Regions from separate parts of the Sus scrofa genome. Here region 1 is linked to region 2. A link is a contact called in public Hi-C data. All regions are on one chromosome and are shown on one strand. Each heading gives the region's core, a stretch centred on a gene start, on an enhancer-like site or on the middle of the called end of the contact. The rest is flanking DNA. Distances are from core to core; before and after follow the strand shown. Region 1 has its middle 220 kb from the start of MYH9. Region 2 holds the start of TXN2 (thioredoxin 2).

The links. A called contact is a pair of places that touch in the nucleus more often than the background predicts.
Region 1: a contact with region 2 is called in a Hi-C map of retroperitoneal adipose tissue, with 1.8 times the contacts expected there. The contact joins the enhancer-like site here to the promoter of TXN2 in region 2. A contact is called at or near these places in 1 of 5 promoter capture datasets (liver) and 6 of 47 Hi-C or Micro-C datasets (alveolar macrophages, fetal skeletal muscle, mesenteric adipose tissue and 3 more).

What each region holds. Positions count from the first base shown.
Region 1 is chr5:11,580,601-11,585,228 of Sscrofa11.1, reverse strand. No RefSeq gene overlaps it. Among named protein-coding and RNA genes, the nearest start is that of MYH9, 220 kb to the right of the region's middle. Within about 2 kb of position 1,803, at least 17 of the 83 cell types and tissues checked have an H3K27ac peak or open chromatin away from gene starts, as enhancers often do. A contact at or near this core is called in alveolar macrophages, mesenteric adipose tissue and retroperitoneal adipose tissue, where this site is marked.
Region 2 is chr5:11,262,005-11,266,900 of Sscrofa11.1, reverse strand. It overlaps TXN2 (thioredoxin 2), which reads right to left and starts at 2,431. Exons shown (of 4, transcript NM_001243705.1): 1 at 2,243-2,431; 2 at 1,196-1,458. The coding sequence starts at 1,458.

The DNA.
Region 1 (4,628 bases), core at 554-3,053, 320 kb before region 2:
AAAAACAAGTGGGGTATATTCGGGGAACAGGGGAAGAACAACAGAGCAGAATTAGAGAACCAGATTTGGAGCTAATAGGAGACAAGAAATAAAAATTAGTTTGGGAGTTCCCATTGTGGCTCAGCAGTAACTAACATGGCTAGTATCCATGAGGACATGGGTTCGACCCCTGGCTCTGCTCAGTGGGTGAAGGATGCAGCGTTGCCATGAGCTGTGGTGTAGGTCACAGATGAGGCTTGGAACTGGCATGGCTATGGCTATGGCGTAGGCTGGCAGCTGCAGCTCCGATTTGACCCCTAGCCTGGGAACCTCCATATGCCATGGGTGCAGCCCTAAAAAAACAAAAACAACAACAAAAAATAGTTTGGAAGGTCGGGTGCACAGCAGAGAGGTGACATGAGACATGCATCTAGTTGTAGAGTTTGCAAAGAATGTGCACGTGTTCATTTCTCATTTCACTGTATCCTGATAACAATCCCTGGAGAGAGGATTCGAGACTCGTCACTCTTGACCTTTTACAGATAAAAGTCTGATGCTCAAGAAGGTGAAGTGACTCGTTCAAGGTCACACAGCCAAGACACAGCAGAGCAGGCACTTGAACACTAGAGCGTCCTGACACCGGGCACAAGGAACTGGAGCATAAGCTGCTGAGCGGAGGTAGAAGATGCAGGCAGCGCTTATGCAATGTTTAACGGCTTCTCCAGAGTTACAAAACACGCTCCATCTATTAATATACTGACTGTTTGTCTTCTGGGAACAAACTGACGGTATTTTTGGTTAGGGTTCTGAAGGGGAAGGATTTCTTCCTCCACCTTTTCAAGACAAATCACTGCTACCCACGGAGCTGCCCAACCCTCTGCAGACAATGCAGGGTTTAGAACAGAGACCAGGCAGAAGGAGCTGGAGAAGGAAAGGGAGCTGGAAATCAGGAGAGAAGTCTTTGGAGAACTAGTTCCATGAAGCGGGAGTGACGGGCACATCATCTCATTAGATGTTTTTAAGATGCCTCTCATCTTTTTCCAATTACCTGGTGGTTAGGGGAGGTGGGAGGGAAGGAGGAAGCCGGTGTTTGAAGACCAAAGCACGGGCCCACCTTGACATTTGTGGGTTGTTTTGTTTGTTTGTTTAGCTATGCCTGCGGCATGCGGAAGTTCCTGAGCCAGGGATACAACCTGCCCCACAACAGCGTCCTGAACCACAGCAGGGACAACACTGACTGAGCCGCAGGGGAGCTCCTTCTTTTTTTTTTTTTTTTTTTTTTTTTCACCCTGACATTTTAAACGCACTGCAAGAGGCTTGTGTTTTCACAGAGAAGTTGCTGGAAAGAGAACTCGAGACCTTCAGCGCCCTCCCCACCCCTGCCCCCCGGAGCCAGAAGGCCAGCACCCAGAGCTCACCGAGGCTCTTTGCTTCTTCTCGGCTGTGGAACAGGATCCTGTAAAGATGGTGGCGGGGAGGCCAGGTCCCCCGCACAGCCTGAGCCAGTCCCCCAGGGGGCCAAGCCGCCTCTGGCCCACGTCCCTTCTGACCATACCGGGAGACCCCTCCCACTAGCGTATTCTGAGGGTCCATCCTTGCCCGGCCCTGGTCCTCGTTCTTGCCTGTGAGGAGGGGGACACAGGTGCATCTCACGCCTCTAATCTGGCCACACGTGTGAAGCCAGGCCTCGAGGGGGCCTCTGGGGCACAGGAGAGGGGGCTGTGCTCCCCTACAGGACAGACTTCTGCTGGTGCTGGAATCCTGGCTGGACAGCTTCCTAGCCATGTGACCCAGCAAAGGATCCGACTTCTTTAGTCTTGTCCCCCCCTCGCTGTTGTGAAAGGGGAAGCATAATAACACACGCCCTGCAGCGCTGTTGAGAGAAGAGGCCCCATCAGGACAGGGTTGCTGTTCAATACCCAGAGCAGAACGAGGCGACTGGGAGCCTGGGGTGGGAAGGGTTAAGCCAGCTGAAGGGCCCCTCCCTCCAGGGGCTGGGTGCCCAAGAAAGGTTTGGAAGGGAGGGGGGAAGAGAGGGCAGGGGAGGGAGAGCAGGCCCCCAGGGTGGGGGATTGAGCTGGAGAGCTTCTGGACTTGGCTCTGGGTGCAAACGACCCTCCCACCTCTGCCCAGGCAGGCCGCTTCCTGTCGGGTTGGAAAATTGCTTTGACCTGGAATATTTTTGCTCGAGGGGGGCGTTGTGTTTTTGGAGCCAGGTTCTGAAGCTCCAGTTCCCAGCGTTCCTGGGACAGAGGGGGAAGATGTTGGATTGCACCGTCTCCAGGGGGGTGCGAGGAGGTGACAGAGGAAGGTGGAGGAGATGGCTGTGTAGGACCCCCCTTCCCAGCTCCGGGGCCATCCTGAGGCCTCCTCCTCTCCCTGGCACACGGGGGTATGTAAGAGGCGCTCCCATGTGATTGCTCAGCCCAGAAGCACCCTCAATCTTGGAACATTGCGGTTGGAAGAGCAGCCCAATGGGCCCACTCACCTTACAGGTGAAAACGAGGGCAAGGACCACCCGGGGTCAGGCTCCCCCAGGCTCCAGAGTCCCCACTGAGGCAGATCTCCTTAGCAAGCTGGCTGGAGATCCCAAGGGCTTCCTGTGACCTGACAGGTCACCTCTGGGGAGTTTGTTAAGACTCACGACAGTGCCCACCCCCAGGATATTATTATATCATAGATACAGTAATATTATCTATTATCTTCCCCATTTTTCCAGCGAAGGAATTGAGACTCAGAGGGGCCAGGCGACCTCTCCAAGGTCACAGCTGAAGTGTGGGGGGACCCAGATCTTTGTGCCCCAGGGACTGTGTGCCCACCCACTAGCTCAGCGAGTCTCTCTGAGCAATGTCTCCAAGCTCCAACCTTAGAGATTTTGCTGCCTTTTGAAAGCAGCTCAAATCCCAGCAGTCCCCCGAGGCAGTCACTTGTGGGCTACAGGCGCAGGCGGCTGTGTCTTCCCATGGATTTCTTTTATGTCCCAGCAGGGCCCCAGTGGATTGATTTAGGTTAAAACCACAGATTTACGTAACCACTTGTGATGTTGGGAAATGAGCTCAGGCTCACGGCTGCAAATCCGGGTTTGAGTCCTGTTTTTGCCTCTTGCTCTGGGGTGACCTTGGTTAGGTCGATTGCAATATGATTTTGGTTTTTTTTTTTGCTTTTTTTAGGGCCACACCCACAGCATATGGAAGTTCCCAGGCTAGGGGTCAAATTGGAGCTGCTGCCTTATGCCACAACCACAGCCATGTGGGATCCGAGCCGCATCTGCGACCTACACCACAGCTCGGAGCAACGCCAGATCCTTAACCCACTGAGCAAGGCCAGGGATCGAACCCCCATCCTTATAGATCCTAGTCGGGTTCATTAACCCCTGAGCCAGGAAAAGAACTCCACGATATGTATTTTTGACCAAGGAGGCCATCACAGCATGTGGAGATCAAACCCATGTCACAGTAGTGACAACACCAGGGTGCAGGGGTTCTTAGTTTTTAAGGAAAATGTGAGGAAGAGTAATCCCTTTTCTGCCCCTGGACATTGGTCTGTGATGCTGACAGCTGGTGAAATGTCTGCATCCATCCTGTGATCTTGATGGGGACAGCTGGACAAGGAAGGACAAGCACCATGGTGCAGATGGTGGGGCAAAAAGAAGGAAGCTGGGGCCTTGCAGATTTCATGGTGTTGCTGAATTATCCAGCCTGGACCTGCCCTAGCTTGAACTTCTCCTTCTGTATGATAATAAATCCCAGAATTGATTAAACCAGTTAAACTGAAGTTCCTGCTAGTTGGCTCTGGAGGACATTCTTTTTTTTTTTTTTTTTTTTTTTTTCTTTTTTCTTTTTAGGGCCACACCTGCGGCATGTGGAAATTCCCAGGCTAGGGGTCAGATCGGAGGTTGTAGCTGTCAGCCTACGCCATAGCCACAGCAACACCAGATCCAAGCCAAGTCTGTGACCTACACCACAGCTCATGGCAATGCTGGATCCTTAACCCACTGAGTGGGGCCAGGGATCAAATCCATGTCCTTGTGGATATGAGTCAGGTTCTTAACCTGCTGAGCCACAGTGGGAACTCCCTGGAGGACATTCTTATACACATATTCATACTTGTTATTTTTTCCAGCCCAGCATCCATTTCTACTGCTGCTAAAATAACCTGTATTTTCAGTGGGGGATCACCCTGCCCCTTCCTCACTGTTTGGCTTCAGTTCCTGAGCTGAGGCTGCCCAATCAGAGTATTTAATTTTCTTGGCGCAGTGAATGGTTTGACCCAAGACCCAGGTCTCGCCCATCTGCCTATTTCATCCCCTCTCTATCCTCAGCCTCCAGATGGAGTGGTTCAGGGATGAGCAAATAGCCTTCGCCCTGTTCCTGACCTGCCAAGGCACAGAGCAGACAAGGGGGGTCCTACTGGTTGGCAGTCAGACCTGAAAAGCAGAAGGGCACGAGGGGGTGGATGCCAGCCAGAAGTTTCTCTATTGTGATTTCACCTCCTGAAGAGTGGTGTGGGGGAGGGGCTCTGGGGAATCTCTCTCTCTCTCTTTTTCTTTTTAAGGGCTGCACCTGAGGCATATGGAGATTCCCAGGCTAAGGGTCTAATCGGAGCTACAGCTGCCAGCCTGCACCACAGTCACAGCAACGCCAGATCCG
Region 2 (4,896 bases), core at 1,182-3,681:
AAAAGAATCTGTCAGTGGTTTGCCCACAAGGTCTCCCAACTTCTAACTCAGGCTCCCATTTCAGGATGCCCCATTCTGTCGTAAGCCACACGGGAAATCCAAGGATGCCCTATTCTGAAAGGTTTGTCCAGTAGTTTTAGAACCAGGCATCCAGCCAGGCTCCAAAGGTCTGGAAAGGAAGAAGGCCAACAACAACAATAACAACCGAAAAAAAAAAAAAAAAGGCCAGACCGACAACCAGAATGCCATAGGCATTTAAATATCCTTTAAACAAACTCACAGGGCACCAGAAAGAAACTCCTGTCCATCCAGTGCACGCTTGGGCACCCAACTGTTAACTTTTATCAGTGGAACTGACAACTTTTTGCTAGCCCTTCTCCGCTTGGGTGGCAAGATGTTAAACACAATTATCTGCAGAGTCAGGAACTGGTAATATACCAAAAGCCAGATGATACTACAGCCTTATTTTTCCTGCTTTGGTCCAAGCTAAAGATGACCTGAGCCACTTGGGCAGTGAGATACAGAACATAACTGTTTCACAGCACTATTTGGAGTTTTTCTTTCTTTTTTTTTCTTCCTTTTTTTTCTTTTTTCTTTTACAGCCACCCCAAGGCATATGGAGTTCCCAGGAGGGATCAGATCCAGATCTGAGCTGCAATTGGGACCTACATCGCAACTGTGGCAACGATGGATCCTTGAACCCAATGCGCTGGGCTAGGGATCAAATCTGTGGCCTGGAGCTGCAGAGACAACTGCTGCCAATGCCGTTGTACCACCATGGGAATACCCACGGAGTGTTCTGAAGACTGAAGATTGTTTACTAGTCTGCCTCTTCCTTTCTCTTTTGGGCCTCACCTGCAGCATATGGACGTTCCCAGGCTAGGGGTCAAATAGGAGCTACAGCTGCCGGCCTACACCACAGCCACATCAACACCAGACCATTAACCCATTGAGCGAGGCCAGGGATCGAACCCACATCCTCACGAATACTAGTTGGGTTCTCAGCCTGCTGAGCCACAACGGGAACTCCTACTAGTCGGTTTCCTACCAAACTACACTAATCTTTGAGATAAGGGATTCGGTCTCACCGATCTCTATGTGAGAAGCATCAAACATAGTACTGAGACATAGCAGGTGCTCAATAAATACCAGAACAAGTGACACCCAGTCTTCTACTGACCCCCCCAGGACTCACTGTGCATGGAAATCCACAACCACTGGCGTCTCACTGTTGACAACTCGGTCTTGAAAGTCAGGTCCATCCTGGATGTTAAAGGTTGTTGTACAGACCTGGGTAGTGTATAATGACCGGGCTTGGCTGGGTGTTCCTGTCAGGTTACTAAGGCTGAGCTGTGGGGTCTGCAGGGCTCTGGAAGCGAGGGGTGCCCACCGACTATGAGAGGGCTTCCTGGAGACTACAGAGGCCAGGAACCTCCTCAGGAGAAGACGCTGAGCCATCTGTGAAGGGAAGAGGTAGGAAGAGTAGGGGCAAAGAACAGGAAGTCAACACACCAGAAATCAGAAAGGTATGTGGGAGTACCAGGGGGCTCAAGATGCAGGGCCAGAAACAAAATGTTGGGAAATAATACATAAGACTTCTGGAGGAAAAGTGAGTAAAGAATGAGAATCAAGGGGAAAAAGGAATCGAAAACCAGGATGGGAAAACTAGGTCGACAACCCAAAAAGCAGGATATTGGTGAAATTACAACAGACGGAAGGGGGGAAGGAATCAATATTTATGGAGCACCTGCTAAGAGATAGGTATCTTACAGGCATTAGAGTCCTCCCAGATCAACGATGAAGAAGTTTCTACTGTACTACTGCTCATATTATAGATAAGGACTTAGAAGCTCAAGCAAATTGTGACATATCCAAAGCAACCCAATTATTAAAGGAGAGTCGACACTAGAGCCCACGACAGTCTGAAAAGTCCTTACTCTATCGATTACTCTTTTAAAAGGAGTTTTAATGGGAAATTAAAGACAAAGGAGAGTTGTCAAAGGTTCAGGAAAGAAGACAAGCAACAATTCAAATAGGAACGAAGTGACACGGGAGCAGGTGGGGGGGGAATTAATAAAGAAGGGACGTGTGTGTGGAAGGAACTGGGAACCCCGGCTCCCCGAATGGCAAGTTCCTCCCACCCAGGGTTTCTGCCCGCTCGGCCATCGGCCTGCATGGGAACGCGCCTGCAGAGGCGCCTCAGCCGCGATACCACTTCGAACCATCCCCACAGGGCCCCTACCTCCCAGCAACGAGAGCGAAGCGACGCACAGCACGGCCCGCCCCACCGGTCAAGGGCACTTCTGTCGTCACTTCCTGAGGGGCGGGCCTTAGCGTCACTTCCGGGAAAGGCAACCTGAGCAAGTCCTCAACTAGAGGGCAGGCACGGGCGGAGCCTCCGTTAGGGACCGGAAGAGAAGCGTTCTTGAAAAGAGACACCGGAAGATGGGCGGGCTCTTAGGGGAGGAACCGGAAGAGGGGCGGATCATTGGGGAGGGACAGGAAGAGGCCGGAGGGCTCCGGAGGAGGGTCCGGAAGAGGAGGGGAAGGAGGCGGGAGTGCCAGGGAGGGGGGGGGGCGGAGAGAAGGGCGGTGGGGAGGCGTGGTCCTCGAGTTTGCAAACACTTGCTGACCAGCATGTCCACCCTTTTGTCTCATTGTCCTAATGTCGCTTCGAAGCAAAAGACTTCAGTTGGGAGTCCAGAGAACGCTGACTCGTATTTGTCATATGTGACTGTATAACTTCGTGGTTTCGAGCAAGTCTTCCTGCCCTTGGGGACTTCAGTTTCCCAAAATGTGACATGAAAAGCTCAGCTTGTCTTCCACCCTTGTCTCTTTGGGATTGCTGAGAAACTGGGCCCAGACAAGATGCCAACTGGTAGTGATACTTGGAGGGCCTGCCTCTGAGGCCCCAGGCAAAGTGTGATGATCCCTGAATCTACCTGGGCCTGGGCCTTCCTTTCTCACCCATTGTCGCTGTCATGGACAACAGGAGTCTAGGCATTTGTGTGTCTCAGGCTGGTCTCACAGCCACCCCTTGTCTCCCTTGCACCCTTTACCTATGTTAGAGCAGGAAAGGGCTGTGGGGTTTCAGAGCAGAAATAGAGGCAGAGAGTCCAGAGCGTTGAGGCTTCAAGTAGGTTTACTGAACAGAAGATGGCCAGAAGCACTGAGAGAAAGCACAGGCTCCCTGGTATTAGCGGGGGAATAGGTTTTATAGAGGCTTGTGGCTAAAGTAACCAGTGTCAGGGCTGGCATCAGGCTACATGGGAGGGGTAGGAGGAGAGGTGAGGGGTTGTAACAATGTTCCATGATATGGTGGGAACTGAAGATTAGCAAAGACAAAATGCAGTTAGGGCAGTCATCATTCCAGAACAGGCTGCTCTTGGTTGAACAAGATAAGGGAGTCGGCAGTTTGAGGGATTAAATCTGGCTCTAAGACCTTACAACCACTCATAACTTCTTATGGTTCTATGAATAAATCAATGCTTCTCCCTCCTCCCTGCCTTTGCTTAACTTGAAAGCCTTTTTTCTATGTCCACTCGGTAGAACACCTACTCATACTTCTTGAGCAGCATTAATTGCCTTTTTCTCTCTGGTGCTTTGTCCATAACACACTGCACAGTGTCTGTCTCTCCCGTGAGACCATATGCTCCCTGAGCATAGGGATCTCCAGCTTTTACACATGTCCATACACCCAGCACCAACCTGATACAACCTGGCTCACCAAGGATGTTCCATAGATGCTTATTAAGCTGAGTGTATTTTTCCTCTTCTTTTTTTTTTTTTTTTTTTGGCCACACCTGCAGCATGCAGAAGTTCCCAGGCCAAGGTCAGGAAGCAGGTAAATTGGCAGAGCCCCATCTCACACTTTCACTTCAATCTACACTCCAGCTAGTGGGAATCACAGTTCCATAGTTTGCTTAAATGTCTCTCCCATCCCTGCACTTTGTAGTTGCTACTTCCCATGCCTGGAAGGCTTTTCTCTCTACTGTCCAGCTGAGAAAATGCTAAACACCTACCAGACTAGGCATCATCTCTGGAGGCACTTACCCGATCCTCCTTGAGTGGGGGTGGAGTCCCGGAGTCCCTCCCCTGTGCTTCCACAGCCCCTGTGCACCTGTCAGTCACCACTCAGTGCATTGTTCGTGCACTTGGCATTGTTACCATTTTTTTGGGGGGTGGGGGGGAGCAGGTGGTTAGGGCCGCACCTGTGGCATATGAAAGTTCTTGGGCTAGGGGTTGAATCGGAGCTGCAGCTGCAGGTCTACACCACAGCCACAGGAACTCAGTATCTGAGCTGCATCTGTGATCTGCACTGCAGCTCACAGCAATACTGTATCCTTAACCCAATGAGCAAGGCCCGGGATCGAACCCACATCCTCCTGGATACTAATTGGGTTCTTAACCTATTGAGCCACAGGGGGAACTCCAGTTACCATTTCTTTTTTCCTCACTCACTGTACTATCTGCACTTGGGGGCTCCGGCTCTCCATTGCTTACTTTACAGTTTGGAGCATGGTAGCAGGTGCTCAGAGATTATTTGTTCCGTGGACAAAGACCCAAATCTTATCTTTGATTCCAAATCCTATTTTTCCCATCACATTGCACGGGACCATTTGCCCTTCCAAAATCCTTGCCATGTTTTTCTCCAGCTCATCTTGGCCGAATCATGCTGTTATTTGTCCTCCGTCCAATTGGCAGTTTCACTACCTCGCTCCCTGGGCAGGCAGGGCCACAGCCACAGCTGTGCAGGGGCCGTCCTCTGGGATGGGGGGGGGACTCCTTGGAACAGGTCCACCTCCCCTGGCCAGCAGCAGCCATGCCAGCCCTCCACTAAATGGAGTCCCTTGTCCATCGCAGGCAGGAGACCAGGGGAGGGCACGGGTGGGCATG